Linked DNA regions of Mus musculus: regions 1, 3, 4 and 5 are each linked to region 2. A link is a contact called in public HiChIP or PLAC-seq and promoter capture Hi-C data. All regions are on one chromosome and are shown on one strand. Each heading gives the region's core, a stretch centred on a gene start, on an enhancer-like site or on the middle of the called end of the contact. The rest is flanking DNA. Distances are from core to core; before and after follow the strand shown.

Region 1 (2,700 bases), core at 87-2,586, 560 kb before region 2:
CTCTGTGTAGCCCTGGCTGTCCTGGCACTCACTTTGTAGACCAGGCTGGCCTCCAACTCAGAAATTCGCCTGCCTCTGCCTCCCAAGTGCTGGGATTAAAGGTGTGTGCCATCACTGCCCGGCTGTGATTTTTTTTTTTTTAACTGTAAAATAATACCCAAAATAGCTGGAGAGATGGCTCAATGGTGAAGAGCTCATTTGCAGATTAAAGGCAAATACCACCATGCTCATTAATATAAACTTAAGGAATATTCCTAGGATGATTGCTTTTGAGACAGGTCTTGCTGTGCAGCCCGGGGCAGCAGTTCTCCCATCTCAGAAAGGCACTGCACTTGAGGTGAGCACAATTAGACTAAGCCCCTGGGGCTGGTTTTTATAAAGCACCATCTGGCACCTTTATGGAAACAGTGAGAAAGAGGCAGGTGCTAGAATGGAAGCAGAGAGGCCTTGCAGGAAGCTTGCCCATCACTTAGACTGTAGAACAGTCACTTGGTCATTTCCAGTCCACCAGCTCCACTGAGGATTCTGGGTGTTGGCTTCAATATTAATCAACTAAAGGACTTAGGCAAGTTCTTTTTTGGTTTTTCTAGACAGGGTTTCTCTGTATAGCCCTGGTTGTTCTGGAACTCACTTTGTAGACCAGGCTGGCCTCGAACTCCCGAGTGCTGGGATTAAAGAAGTGCCCACCACGCCCAGCAGGCAAGAACTTCTATCTCAAGTTTGTTTGTGTTGAGACCCACCTAAGTCAGGGAGGAAAAGCCAGGCAACTCACTGCCTAGGTAGGGAGTTGGCCCACAGTAATGATCAATGGTTAGCTCCAATAAGCTGGACTTCACTGCAAAGCCTGAGATGGAAGTCCTGGAGACTCTGAGTCTCAACCTTCCTAATGCTTTGACAGTTCCCATGATGTGGTGACCCCAACCATGAAATTATTCCTGCTACTTCATCACTGTAATTTTGCTAGTTATGAATCACAGTGTAAATATCTTTTGGAGATATAAGTTTGTCAAAGGGGTCGCGACCTACAGACTGAGAACTACTTTCCTAGAGCGGTTCCCCCCAGGAAGCCAGCATTCAAGGTTCTAGCTTCTAGCAAGGAGTGTGACAATACTCTGTTAACCCAAAATTCCTGTCTTAGAATGCACTTGAGACCCAGACTATGCAGTGCCACCACAGGTCTGGGGTTGCAGAGATCTGAAAGTGTAAGTTTTCCTGCGGGTCACCGGCTTCCCTTAGTGCGAACAACAGAAAAGGAAGGAGCCATAAGAACCTCGGAGAATTCCTACTGGCTAGCCCGGAGGGGCGGAGCCCGACGGGTGGCCCGCCCGGAAGCGCGCCGGCGGGAAGGCAGCACAGAGCGCGCCTAGACTGGCGGGGAGATCAGCGTGGCAGGTACTCAATGGGAGGCGGGAAGTTTGCTCCAGAGGCGGGACCAAAGCGATTCCTCACCTACCGAGACCCCCTCTGCTTTCCCCATTTGACGGAGGTGTGAATTGGGAATTGTGGCTCAAGAGTGTCTACTAGGGACCGCGATATGGGACCCTAGCACAAGAACCCCAAAGTCCTCTTGGCTCCCCTTCGCACTGTTTACTGACCCTCTCGGGCACAGTGAACGTCTGCAGTGGAAGAAGGTTCTGGGTTCTCCCCATGCATTTGGGTGTGAAGATAGAAAGTGTGTCCTTATTTCCAGAGCCCTGTAGGGATCAGGGATCACTTGGGCAGATTCCAGAATTGAGGTGGAAACCCTCTCCTTGTCCTTGATCTAAGCAGAGTTCTCCAAGCTATGCTGTTCAGAGTCGCCCTGCCTGGTGCCCCTCCCAGGCAGAAGGATCCAGCACAGATGCAAGCCGTAGGGCTGCAGTGACCACTCCACTCACTACCCCTTGTGCCCAGGGTTCTTGGGCTGGTGGTCTCAAGAGCTCCCGGGTTTCCAAGCTGAGTTATTGTTGCTCTGACCTGGAGGGGGAGCTGGTCCCCTACAGCCTACTCCTCCCCCTGCTTCTCCAGCTTCTATCAGCCTTGCCTAAGCAGGCTTGCTTGGCAAGCTGGGACATGTCTGGTCCCCGAGGACCTTCCATGGGTGATGGCTGCAGTGTTGGAGGGGCAGGAGCCGGAGGAAACTGCAGCTGCTGCAGAGGATGCTGCAACATCCACCTTGGAGGCTGTGGATGCCGGGCCTGGAGCACCTTTTCTCCCGGCTGGGAACCAGTTGAACTTGGACCTACGCCCAGGGGGCTGCCATCGGCTACAGTACCTGTGTTCCCAGCAGCCCCCACAGCTGCTGCAAGTGGAGTTTTTGCGGCTCAGCACCCATGAGGACCCTCAGCTGCTGGATGACACCCTAGCCAAGGTTCCGTGGAGTCTGCTGCGCCTTCGCTCCCTGGTCCTCAAAGGTGAGTACCCTTGCTCCTTCCTGACCCTGTCCTCATCTCTGTCCAGCTTTGACTCTACTTCTTGGACACAAAGGCCATCCTTGTCCCAGCCCTAACTCCAAACCTCTCTTCTCCCCGCACATCAGGTGTGAACCCCTACCCCACAACTGTCCCTTGTCCTTAGCCCTATCACCTTCCTCCCCCAAAGTGAGGCTCGCTGGGCTCTGTCTCCTGAGCCTAGAACCCTGAATGTGCCCAGCCGGGTCTCTGTAGATCCCAGTTTTCCTGGGGTGATGCTGTCAGCTTCTACGAGCTGGTGTCTTCTTTG
Region 2 (2,700 bases), core at 193-2,692:
AACAAACCAACCAACCAACCAACCAAGCAAGCAAAAATTGTCTGGAGACGTGGCTCAGTGATAGTTTAAGAGCATTTTGAAGACTCAAACTGGGTTCCTAGCACCTACACCAGTTGGCTTACAACTGCCTGCAACTCCAGTTCCAGGAGATCTCTTCTGGCATCCTTGGGCGCACACACGTTAAAAGTAAATAAAAATGAATAATAATAGTTTGTAATTATATTCAACATCGTCTGAGCTGTCTGGTAAGTCATTACCTTAATGAGACCATCTCCTTGGGCAAAGCATGGGTCCTGCACAAAATCAAGCACCTCAAGTGTCAGCTGATGCCACAACCTACAAAACAAAAAGCCCTCAGTCCCACATCCTAATGTGAAGAAAAGGATGCCTTCAGCCTTGACGGTCCCATCAAACACCAAGTATTTCCCAGGTCCCACTGCACAGCCAGGAGTTAAAGCAAGCGCCAGCCAATTCAAGCCTATTTCTGGACTGACTTTGCTTGCACCCCCTAGTCACTTATCCTTTCAAGACTCAGTTTTCTTAGGTAACACTGGAGAACACTTTTTGAGACAGCGTCAACTCCCACTCTGAGTGTCAACTGGAATTCCAATGCCACAACCTACAAAACAAAAAGCCCTCAGCCCCACATCCTAATGTGAAGAAACGGATGCCTTCAGCCTTGAAGGCATTGGTTGTGACTTTAGAATTCTACAGCTATATTTTGAACTCCATTCTCTCTTACTTATTAGCTGAATACCTCACAGAATAGAAAACTGATATTCAATCTTATCTGTCAATAGGAAGGATGAAATAAGCCAATACTTTAAAAAAGCCAATATATGAACCTTTAGGACACCGAAATAGCATACTTCATACCAAGACTAAAGGATAATATTTAATAATAGAGATAAAAGTGTTTTGAAAAACACAAAATGTTACACCATATATAGGCAGGTACATACTAAACACTGAAAAATTTCTCTTGAAATCACTAAGAGTTTTAACTGCTGGACATTGTCATGTGGAAAGGTTCTGAGGAAGAGGTGTTTTTTCATAGGCAAATTCTTATATCAAAGTCAGCAATTCGTAATTGTTCTTATCAAAGCTGGTAAGGCTGGAACGCAGGGAGTCTAGATACAGAACCCTGTTAACAGCTCTGCTCCTAAGGCTATCTCGACCCCTTTCCTCCACATCCCTGACCCTCCGGACTGATCAGAGCCCCTGGCCCTCCCACAGTCCTCTCCCTCCCGCCCCAGCCTCGGAGCTCACTTCTTCGTGTACAGCTCTTCCAAACGGTGCCAAACGGCAGCCTGGCCCGGCCCGGAGCTCTGACTCTGCTGTAAGAAGGCCGGCACATCCTTCATGATTGCAGAGAGCTGGGAACAACACAAGCACTAAGCAGTCAGAACCGGCAGGGATGGCGCACGGAAGTGCTCGCTCACTTCCGGCACCGCGGGCGCGCGGGGCATGCTGGGAGCGTCCCACTAGCCTCACGGGTTGCGGTCGTCAAGGTAACCGCGTTCTTGACTTCCGCTAAACTTCTCCCGGGTTTCTGGCCCTGCCCTTGAGGCATTAAAGAGTAGAGGTGCCTGGGGACAGCTAGCCACTGACTGGTCACGTAGCCTCAAGCCTGCAGACTTGGGTCCTCTGAAACCGGATGGCGTTTGGCGAGGACTAGGTGTGATGCAAATCGCTCAGAGAGCATTAGTTATCACCCGCCTACTCAAGGAGGTCGAGAGCGGCGTAAAACGATGAAATCTCCCGGTTTGGCTTCCCAACCAATAAGTCAGAGTCCCACAGAGGGAGAAGCTGCCAGCACCAGGCATAAACACAGCCTTCCACACTTCGGGTTATCGTGCGGGGGCTGGGCTGGGCTCGGCCGAGGGAAGGCGCCGGAGGGCGGCACTTGGCCAGAGGGGGGGCGGGAGTAAGAGTGCCGAGAGGGCGGGGCTTGGCTCACGGGGGCGGGGATTCGGATGGCGCTTGACCCTCTAGGCGCCGTCGTCCTGCAGAGCATCATGGCGCTAAGCGGTCGACTGGCATTGGCCGCGCTCAGACTGTGGGGTCCGGGAGGTGAGCCACGGCAGGGGAGACACGGGATCTCGCAGATAGGCTATCAGCGGCGTTTTAGGGGCGGGTAGCTGGAAGCAATTGTGGGAGTAAGGACCCGGCAGGCGCGCCCTTCTACAAGGTTTTGCTGACCGGCCATCACTACCTTCTCCTTAAAGGTGTTTTTCTATGTAACTATTGCAGCACAGTCTTTGAAATATTTTATAGAAGTTCGTTGTATGGATGTCTTATAATTTATATCACCATTTCCTTATTGAATACTTTCTAATCTTGAATTATTACAAATAACGTGATAAATAAACGTGTTTGCACCCCATTTGGACCACAAATTCTCAGTAGACAGCCTTGGGTAAGGTTACGTGGTTTGTATTATTTTGAGACTGGTCTCTTGTTCAAACTGGCCTTCAGCTGGCTGTGTGAAGGAGGATGACCTTGAACTCCGGATCCACCTTGCTTCCACCTCCCTCCAAGCGTCGGAGACTACAGTCACATGCCACCACATCCAGCTGTTACTTGTGTTTTAATTGTCCCCCATAAAGGTTGTGAAACTAAAAATTTTTACCAACAGTCATACTGTCTGCAAAATAGTAACATGTCTCATAGAGTCCTGAGAGTGATCAATAATAGGGA
Region 3 (2,700 bases), core at 57-2,556, 530 kb before region 2:
ATCTCCTTCACCTTGTAAGACTTTTATGCAAATGTTTAATCCTTTCCACCTAGTAAAAGCTTTGTTTACCCAAAGGTGTATTTCTCTATACTAGCCTGGAACAGTGATTCTCCTTCAGTCAGGGACTGCTTTCCCCTCCTCCATTTCTTGTATGTTGAGTCTTTCCCGACTAGTTAATAAGATTGTGAGGTCGGACTCCAGTCAGTGGGCAAAAGAAACAGCCACCACCTGAGTTAAAACAAAATCAAATGCTCTTCCTGTCTTGGGGTGCTGTTCACCATTTTCTCCAGCACACTCTTCCTCAAGGGTAAAATTTGCCCTGTCTATACATTTCCCTGGAATGGTAGTCTCTTTACAAAATTATATCTAATACCTGGGCGTTGAATTCAATATAAATACTTTTCTCCACAAGACTCAAGCTTACTGCTGGCTCTGCCACTTCTGGTGCCTTAATGTTACTCTGGAGGCAGCACAAAGGTGGAACTGTGTGAGTATGTGGACACTAGCCAATCTGACCCCTTCAATTTCAGGGTTTCATGTCAATAGATGGGGATTTAATAAGGATGGCTAGTCAAGCTTGTGGCTTGTGAATCTTCAAAAGTCGCCACTCAGACAACACACAATCCTGGGCTCCAGGTTCCTTTTCCTAAGCCCCAGCAGGAGTCCCACAGAAGTAAATCGCTTTAGATACAGGTTGGCCTCCCCAATCTGGTCTTTTCCTCAGGAAACTCAACAGAACCTCCAGAGGCGTCCACAGCTCAGGAAGTGACATTCCATCCTCTATAGGAACATACAAAACTCAACCGACCCAGGTATCTTCTGGATCTTCACAAACCGGCAGAGGAAGACCCGCCCACATACGACCCAACTCTGTGCCCCTCACCCTGTCCGCCCGACCGGTCATCGCTCCCTGACACACTTAGCCAGGCTCAACTTTCGGGCAAAGGCCCAAGGCGTAGTAGCTCTGTGGTAGACTCGGACTCGGAAACATCTACCCGGCCCACTGGGTTTAATTGATGTGCCCTAGGGCCACAAGTCTGTACCGGTGGCTTCCAATCAGGAAACGACCACTCAGGGACCCAGGGCGTATCCTCCCCCGCCTCCGCCTCCAACCCCCGCCCCGCTCCGCCCCGCTCCGCCCCCGCTCAGTCCCCGCCCCTCGCATGCTTGCCACTCAACCACTACCCCATGCGCATGCGCAAACTGCCCCCATCTTCACTCAATTTCCGCGTTGTTTCTCCCACCCCACCTTGCACCCTGCCGGCGAGCCCCGCCCTTCGTGCCTCACGCATGCGCATTCCGCTCTCTGCAGGCGAGCCCCGCCCCGCCCCATCCCTCGCACAAATATCCGCCTGGGCTGTAGCCATGGCGTCCGAGCGGCTGCCAAGCAGGCCTGCGTGTCTCCTGGTGGCCAGCGGCGCTTCCGAAGGTGAGGCGCGCAGGGCAGCTGTGTAGCTCACTGGCCTGCAGTCCTGACTCTGGGCAAACGTTTGTGTTTGTGGAGTTGAGATTCTGGGACCCTGCATCTGTTTCTCTGGCGCAGGCCTACTATGTTGTCTGCGCTGGCAGACAGGGACGGTCAGCGGCTGCAGAGATGACCCTGCCCCCGAGTGAGCCGCAGGGGCTTGGTACTCTCTCTGCCCGTGTTTTCTGCCTCTCTGTTACCCCCTATCTTGGGTTTATCTTCGTGCACCTCCAGGAAGCGATCCTGAAAGAGGTTGCTCGAAAGAGCTGCATAAAAGGGACCCTCACGCAGAAGGGGTCTGTTGGCTTCATGTTCCAACTGCCCGGTGTGTGTCAGGGGCGCTGGGCAGATGATTACTTCACGGGTCCTTAGGGAACCGACTGGCCCGAGATAGTCTCTGTGGGGAGGTGGAGCCCAGGGCTGCGGCCCGGGGTTTCCCTCTGGATTCCTATAGACCTCTGCAAGTGGGTGTGAGCGCGAGGGTACGTCGGGATCTTGGACTGATGAATTTCTGGGTTCCACACTGAAGCGTCCCAGGTGAGGGTGGGAGGGGCCTGAGGGTGCTGCTCCTCCCTGGAATAGAGGTAAAAGAGAATCTACAGCAGCTCCTAGGTAGGCCTTCCTTGAGAGTCGGAAAGTGAGGGATTGAGAAGCTAAAAATTATCTTTAATCCCAGCACTCAGGAGGCAGAGGCAGATGGATCTCCAGGAGTTTGAGCCCGTCTGGAACTTATATAGCAAGTTCCAGGCTAGCAGGAGTACACAGTGAGGTCTGACTCAAAATATTAACCAAAACAAAATCCACAAGCCAAAAGCCTAGTGTCAGAGTTGGAGGCAGGAGGATAGAGAGGGCAATGGCTACATGAGATGCTGTCTTTAAAAAAATGCTAGGGGGCTGGTGAGAAGGCTCAGCGGATAAGAACACTGACTGCTCTTCCGAAGGTCCTGAGTTCAAATCCCAACAACCTCACAACCATCCTTAACAAGATCTGACTCCCTCTTCTGGAGTGTCTTAAGACCCACAGGGTGTCTTAAGACCAGGATGGGAGAGAGCAACCATTTGGTCTGAAGACAGCTACAATGTACTTATTTATAATAACAAATAAACCTTTGGACTGGAGTGAGCAGAGGTCCTAAATTCAATTCTCAACAACCAGATGAAGGCTCACAACCATCTGTACAGCTTCAGTGTGTACTCATATACATAAAGTAAATAAATAAATCTTTTAAAAAGTG
Region 4 (2,700 bases), core at 57-2,556, 890 kb after region 2:
CCTTACCCGAGAGCTCTGGCTGCTGCCTACCTATTACAGCCTCGCAGTGAACACTGTGCTGATGCCTCAGGCAGCGGGTTGCTGCTGAGATTCCTAAGCCATTGCTACATTTCTGACCTTATCCACAAGGGTAGAAGAGTGACAGTAGCATGTGTGCCCCAGCTTAAATTCTTAGGTACGATCTAAGACTCCAACCCAACCCTGTAGTTTCCCATTATGGTCGAGCTGTCAGGCTCTGTTGGTAGTTTGGGTGTCTCCCTTTCCTCTTGGGTTACTTATCCCTTGTGGGGTAGAACTGTAAAGTCTGTGAGGTCTGACCACAGCTGTGCCCACAAGGATGTATAGCGAACAGTGCCACAAATAATAAACAGGCGTGACTACATTCCCAAGTGCCCTGGGTTCCCACAGTAACAGACCCACCTGGAGAAGCTGGAAGCCAGGCCATGGTAGGGGTGCTGAGAGCTCTGGCTCTGAGTCAGCTCTACCCTGAGGACATGAAAGACAGAATCCAGGAAAGGAGCCTGGTGCCTCGGGACCCCCTAACAGGTTAGGTAGGACCTCAAAGGATCAGTCAGGGGGCTGGCGAGATGGCTCAGTGGTTAAGCACGCCGACTGCTCTTCCGAAGGTCCCAAGTTCAAATCCCAGCAACCACATGGTGGCTCACAACCATCTGTAATGAGATCTGATGCTGTCTTCTGGAGTGTCTGAAGACAGCAACAGTGTACTTACATATAATAAATAAATAAATCTTAAAAAAAAAAAAAAGGATCAGTCAGGTTCCTCCCTGCATATGCCTCTCCAGTGAGGCCTCAGAAGCCTCGTGGAGCCGGGCAGGAGCTTTGGGAATGTCAGCTCCCACAAGTTGGTCCTGGGCCCACACTGCCTTTCTTGCCCCTGTCTGCATCTTTCAAGTGCCCAGAAAGTCAAAGGGTCCCCTTCTGAAATTTCAGGCTCATAAGTCACTTCCCCTCCAAAAGTCATCTTCCTCCAGCTAGACTCCACCCAGTTAGCACTCCCAAAGCTCTGCCATGGGAGGCAATCCCACAATCTCCCCACCAGGACTGGGAGCTTGTAGAACTGCAGAGTTGCTCAAATTGGTCTGTTTACCATCTCCATCTCCCATGAATTTTGTCCAAAATCATGGGAGATCAATAGGAGCTACCTAGAAGTTACTTCGGAGGGGCCTCTGTAACTCCAGACTGCCCTGGAGGCTGGTTGCTGCCAACTGGGTGTTGGTATAGAGGTGTGTACTTCTTGCCCCGCCTTGCTCCGCCCCGCGGTCCAGTGATTGGCCAGTTCCGATCAGTGGGAAGGGCACTCAGAAAGAAGTACCAGGCCAGTGATGAAGAGAGTACTTTGTGGAACCTCTAGGGTTAGTGTGCTCCAGATCCCATCATGCTTGGCCTCTGGCTGCTCAGCGTCTTATGGACACCAGGTGAGTGATGACTACTTGATTTCAAGGAGCCTATTCATTGCTTGGTGGTGTGCCTAGTGGCCATGTACCATGATCAGCTCACCTTGCCTCCCTGGAGTTGGTCTGGTCCCTGGGTATGGAGAAAGTAGGTAGGAACAGAAAAAGTCAGAATTGAGATTTTTTTTTTTTTTCAAAAGTGAAATGTGAGAGAAATTGTTTCCTGGGATTTTTCTTTTTTCATTGAGCTAGTTACAGGAACAGTAGTGACATCACTAGGCGTGGCACTTACAGGACAGCTTCCCTTGCTGCTGTAGGAGTCCCAGGCAGCAAGGTTCACCTTTGGGATCCTGGGGGATGCATAACTCTAGCTAGGCGGGGACAGAAGCTAGAGGCACGATGGTCCCAGTTCTCTAGCAGCATGGGATCCTGCCTCCCACTGGGAGGCTTGGTTTTCCTGTCCTGGGAGGACCCTGGCTGGAGTGGTCTCTTCTCTTACCTCTCAACCCTGGGGTTAAGTGGCTGTGCCCCTTGCCTATGCAAGAGATCAGCAGGTGGTCTCTAAAACTGGACCTGCCTACAGATAGGTGCTCTCTAAACCAGTCCCCCATCAGTTGTTGAGCAGGAAGTTTTCCGGTGGGAGAGAAAAGCCTGAGGGAGGGTGTGTGTTCATCAGTTAGCTACGATCATGTAGCTAAGGTCAACTCTAGATGTCTGGCAGGCAGACCATAGGGCCTACATGTGTTCTGCCTGTGTAGGTTCAAACAGGCACTGGGGAAGGGTGGGGTGAGTGGATGAGGTTCTTCTGGGGGCACTGTGCCCAGGTGTGCTGGGCTCAGACAGCTTGACTCTGGTGTGATGGAGCTGGTGGTTTAGGCACAAAGCTCTTATCTGGGCCATGGGGTCAGATCCCATTGCTGGCACTGAGCCTTGTGGTGAATACCCAGATAAAAGAGCTAACTCTGGCTAGACACTGCTGGACCTCTGACCCCCCTTTCTCCTGAAGCAGTAGCCCCTGGACCTCCTTTGCCCCATGTGAAACAGTATGAAGTGGTTTGGCCTCGGCGCCTAGCTGCATCCCGCTCCCGCAGAGCCCTGCCCTCCCACTGGGTAAGTCTACCCATTAGCCTGGCCACACAACCTGTGTCTTTAAAAGGACCGGCAGTCTCTGGAGGCTGCCCTGCGCAGCTCCAGAACTTCAACCTGTCTGTGCTTCTGGGCATGGCGATGGTCCTCCTGTGTTTACCACTTCCTCCTGCCTTCTGCTGCCCCGCCCCCAGAAAACAGG
Region 5 (2,700 bases), core at 53-2,552, 560 kb after region 2:
TGAGAAGCATATTGCTTGTTCTCTCTCCTCTCAGAGGTGTAAGGACCATGGTGCCACCAGACACACTTCTCAAGTCCAAACTAAGAGGACTTAGTCCAATATCCGGGTCTGGGTGATTTTCTCCAATGCATGATACCAAAAAGCTCTACGTAAGAGATAGCTACCCAGGATATAAACACACAGCCTACCCCAAACCTGGATGTCCTCACTTCCAAAAGAAAATGGCCAGTGGCTCCTCCAATGAGAGCACAGAAGATGTACATCCATATGAATTACCTATCTGTTCTCTGACAGGACATCAGATTCTCAGTCACACATCCCAAATAGTTCATCAACAGCTTGATCAAGTCACATTTGTTGCCTTCTGCCTCCTCATTGGAAACAGGGAAATAACTTTTTGAGGGCAACTTTGACATCCTTGTTCCTTAGAGAATAAATGGCGGGGTTCAGGGTAGGGCTGACTGCTGTGTACAATAAAGCAACTACTTTGCCATTCTCCAAGGAGGATCCGGAGCCAGGCTGCAAATAGGTGTAGATGACGGTGGAGTAGTACAGGACAACCACCACCAGGTGGGCAGAGCAGGTAGAGAAGGCTCGCTTCTTGCCCTCTGTGGAGCGGATGCGCAGGATGCTGGTGATGATGAAGCTATAGGATATCATAGTCAACAGAAAGTTGACCACACCAAAATAAACATCTGCAATGACAATCATGATGTTGTTGAGGGTGGTTGGGCTGCAAGACAGAAGCAGCAGTGTTGGGACTTCACATAAAAAGTGACGAATTTGGTTGGGGCCACAGAAATTGAGTCGTGCCATCAAGCCAGTGTGCACAGATGTGCTGGCTGCACTGATGACCCACACACTGCCGGCGAGCAGGACACAGATGGGCCAGCTCATCAGCATGCTGTAGTGCAGTGGGCGACAGATGGCCACATAGCGGTCATAGGCCATGGCAGTGAGCAGCAGCAGCTCAGCCCCTAGAAACCAGGTCAGGAAAAAGAGTTGGGTCATGCATCCCTTATAAGAAATGTGGCTGCTCTTACCCACCAAACCCTCCAGCAGCTTGGGAAGAACAGTGGATGTACAGACGATGTCCAACAGGGCCAGGTTTGCAAGGAAGAAGTACATGGGGGTGTGAAGGCTTGAGTTGAGGCTGATGGCTATGATGATGAGGGTGTTTCCTGCAAGAGCCAGGATGTAAAGAAGCAAGAAAAAGGCCAAGAAGAGAGCCTGGAGCCCAGGGTCCTCAGAGAGTCCCTGCAGGACAAACTCCACCACAGTTGTGTAATTGTTTATTTCCATTTGAGAGTGAGTCCTGGGAGTTACTGTGACACAGATGGGATGGTCAAGGAGACACCAGGTGTGAGGCAGCCATCATTTCACACTGGGTTCAGACAGCCGTGAGTAGGAGTGCTTCTCAATGCTCTGTTTCTGTAGAATTGATAACATCATCTCTCAACACAGTGTGACAGTGTGAGCATGAACTCTCCACTCTGTACACAGTAGACCCAGAACAGAAGGAACCCCTGCCTGTGATGGGCAATATCCATCTACAGCTTCTGTTTGATTTAACATAGATCATGCCCTATGATACTCTGAGAACTGGAGCTCCTTTCAGCATGTACACCAGGCAGCTAAGGCATACTAAGGGGCAGTCTGTTCCACAGCATAGACCTTTTGAACCTAGAGAAGACCAACCTTATCAAGGAGTGGGCCAGGGTTCTCAGAGGCAGGCATAAAAACAGTTCCAGGATGTATGTTTTGGGGTCGTGATAGATTCAGAACACGAAGCTGTTACAGAATGGCATGTAGGTGGTACAGATGGCCCTGGCTCTTGGGGAATGAATATAACCCTTTTGTAAATACCAGAACTGTCTATTTCTACGTGGCCACTCTAAATCACTCCCTTGAGGATGACAAACCCAGCGAGGACAACAGGTATCACTCACTACCCTGGGAAGGCTTGTGCCTGCCAGAGAAGGTATCAGGCTGTGCCAGGACTGGAAACAACATGAAAGGCATGGACCTGGCTTCACGCCAGCCCCCAATTTCTAGGCTATCACTCCTACCCAGCTTCAAGTCTATCTTCCCCTCACCTTATACACATATATCTCTAATCATCCAGGACTCTCCAAGCATATGGGCCTCTCAGGTAGAGAAGAATAGGAACTGATCAGCATGCAGAGAAAGAGCTCTGCCCCTTTCTACTATCTGATGGGAATGAGCAGGCCCACACCCATCCTGGAGACTCCATGAGTGGGATGTTGGCTACATGAAAACAAAGAAGTCACAAAGGGTATGTGAAAACAAAGAAGTCACAAAGGGTATGTGCTGAACAAGGAAGACACTTTCCCCCTGTGATTGCACAGATCAAGGTCTTTCTCCTACAGGGTGAACTTAAGAGAAGGACCTGAGCCTATGATTCCCCAACCCCTCCTATTGAAGAGCTAAGCTACCCATAGAAACTTCAAGACCCATACTTGTGCCCACAAAAGGAAAGATTTATCTGTGAGCCTTCCCTGCAGATCCCAGGGGCCTCATACAGAAGGCAGGGCCTCTCAACTGAACCCCCCAAATTCCCTCTGTCTACATCTCAACCCTAGTAACTGTCTGCTTCTAACTATTCAGGCCACAGGTGGCTCTGAGTTCTGAACTCTGTACCAGATCCACAGGAAACCACCATGCCTCTTTAGAGACCCA

Evidence for each region. Promoter capture Hi-C pulls out the DNA fragments that hold promoters and counts their contacts. HiChIP or PLAC-seq counts read pairs in DNA pulled down with a chosen protein or histone mark.
Region 1: a promoter capture Hi-C map of pre-B cells shows a contact between it and region 2. The contact joins the promoter of Pidd1 here to the promoter of Psmd13 in region 2. A contact is called at or near these places in 4 of 39 promoter capture datasets (the C10 cell line, cranial neural crest, liver and 1 more), 4 of 484 Hi-C or Micro-C datasets (CD4 T cells, CD8 T cells, double positive thymocytes and 1 more), 2 of 115 datasets of contacts at active chromatin or transcription factors (astrocytes and bone marrow-derived macrophages) and 3 of 9 other capture datasets (adipose tissue, embryonic stem cells and pancreatic islet).
Region 3: a promoter capture Hi-C map of pre-B cells shows a contact between it and region 2, with 9 times the contacts expected there. The contact joins the promoter of Gatd1 here to the promoter of Psmd13 in region 2. A contact is called at or near these places in 9 of 39 promoter capture datasets (the C10 cell line, cranial neural crest, hippocampal neurons and 4 more), 2 of 484 Hi-C or Micro-C datasets (CD4 T cells and embryonic stem cells), 5 of 115 datasets of contacts at active chromatin or transcription factors (extraembryonic endoderm stem cells, large pre-B cells, microglia and 2 more) and 1 of 9 other capture datasets (liver).
Region 4: an H3K4me3 HiChIP or PLAC-seq map of embryonic forebrain shows a contact between it and region 2, with 9 times the contacts expected there. The contact joins the promoter of Adam8 here to the promoter of Psmd13 in region 2. A contact is called at or near these places in 11 of 39 promoter capture datasets (the 3T3-L1 cell line, 3T3-L1-derived adipocytes, the C10 cell line and 7 more), 1 of 484 Hi-C or Micro-C datasets (bone marrow-derived macrophages), 7 of 115 datasets of contacts at active chromatin or transcription factors (bone marrow-derived macrophages, embryonic forebrain, forebrain and 3 more) and 2 of 9 other capture datasets (embryonic stem cells and liver).
Region 5: a contact with region 2 is called in an H3K4me3 HiChIP or PLAC-seq map of the SCID.adh cell line, with 6 times the contacts expected there. The contact joins the promoter of Olfr525 here to the promoter of Psmd13 in region 2. A contact is called at or near these places in 2 of 39 promoter capture datasets (hippocampal neurons and stem cell-derived epiblast-like cells) and 1 of 115 datasets of contacts at active chromatin or transcription factors (the SCID.adh cell line).

The regions. Positions count from the first base shown.
Region 1 is chr7:141,442,661-141,445,360 of GRCm38.p6, reverse strand. It overlaps Pidd1 (p53 induced death domain protein 1), which reads left to right and starts at 1,336. Exons shown (of 16, transcript NM_022654.2): 1 at 1,336-1,392; 2 at 2,008-2,393. The coding sequence starts at 2,084.
Region 2 is chr7:140,881,136-140,883,835 of GRCm38.p6, reverse strand. It overlaps Psmd13 (proteasome (prosome, macropain) 26S subunit, non-ATPase, 13), which reads right to left and starts at 1,442. Exons shown (of 13, transcript NM_011875.4): 1 at 1,270-1,442; 2 at 258-336. The coding sequence starts at 1,364. Sirt3 (sirtuin 3) reads left to right here and starts at 1,967. Exons shown (of 7, transcript NM_001127351.1): 1 at 1,967-2,073.
Region 3 is chr7:141,412,731-141,415,430 of GRCm38.p6, reverse strand. It overlaps Gatd1 (glutamine amidotransferase like class 1 domain containing 1), which reads left to right and starts at 1,306. Exons shown (of 8, transcript NM_172116.4): 1 at 1,306-1,429. The coding sequence starts at 1,366.
Region 4 is chr7:139,991,168-139,993,867 of GRCm38.p6, reverse strand. Adam8 (a disintegrin and metallopeptidase domain 8) reads left to right here and starts at 1,306. Exons shown (of 24, transcript NM_001291066.2): 1 at 1,306-1,436; 2 at 2,422-2,522. The coding sequence starts at 1,397.
Region 5 is chr7:140,321,303-140,324,002 of GRCm38.p6, reverse strand. Olfr525 (olfactory receptor 525) reads right to left here and starts at 1,302. Exons shown (of 1, transcript NM_146956.1): 1 at 373-1,302. The coding sequence starts at 1,302. The coding sequence ends at 373.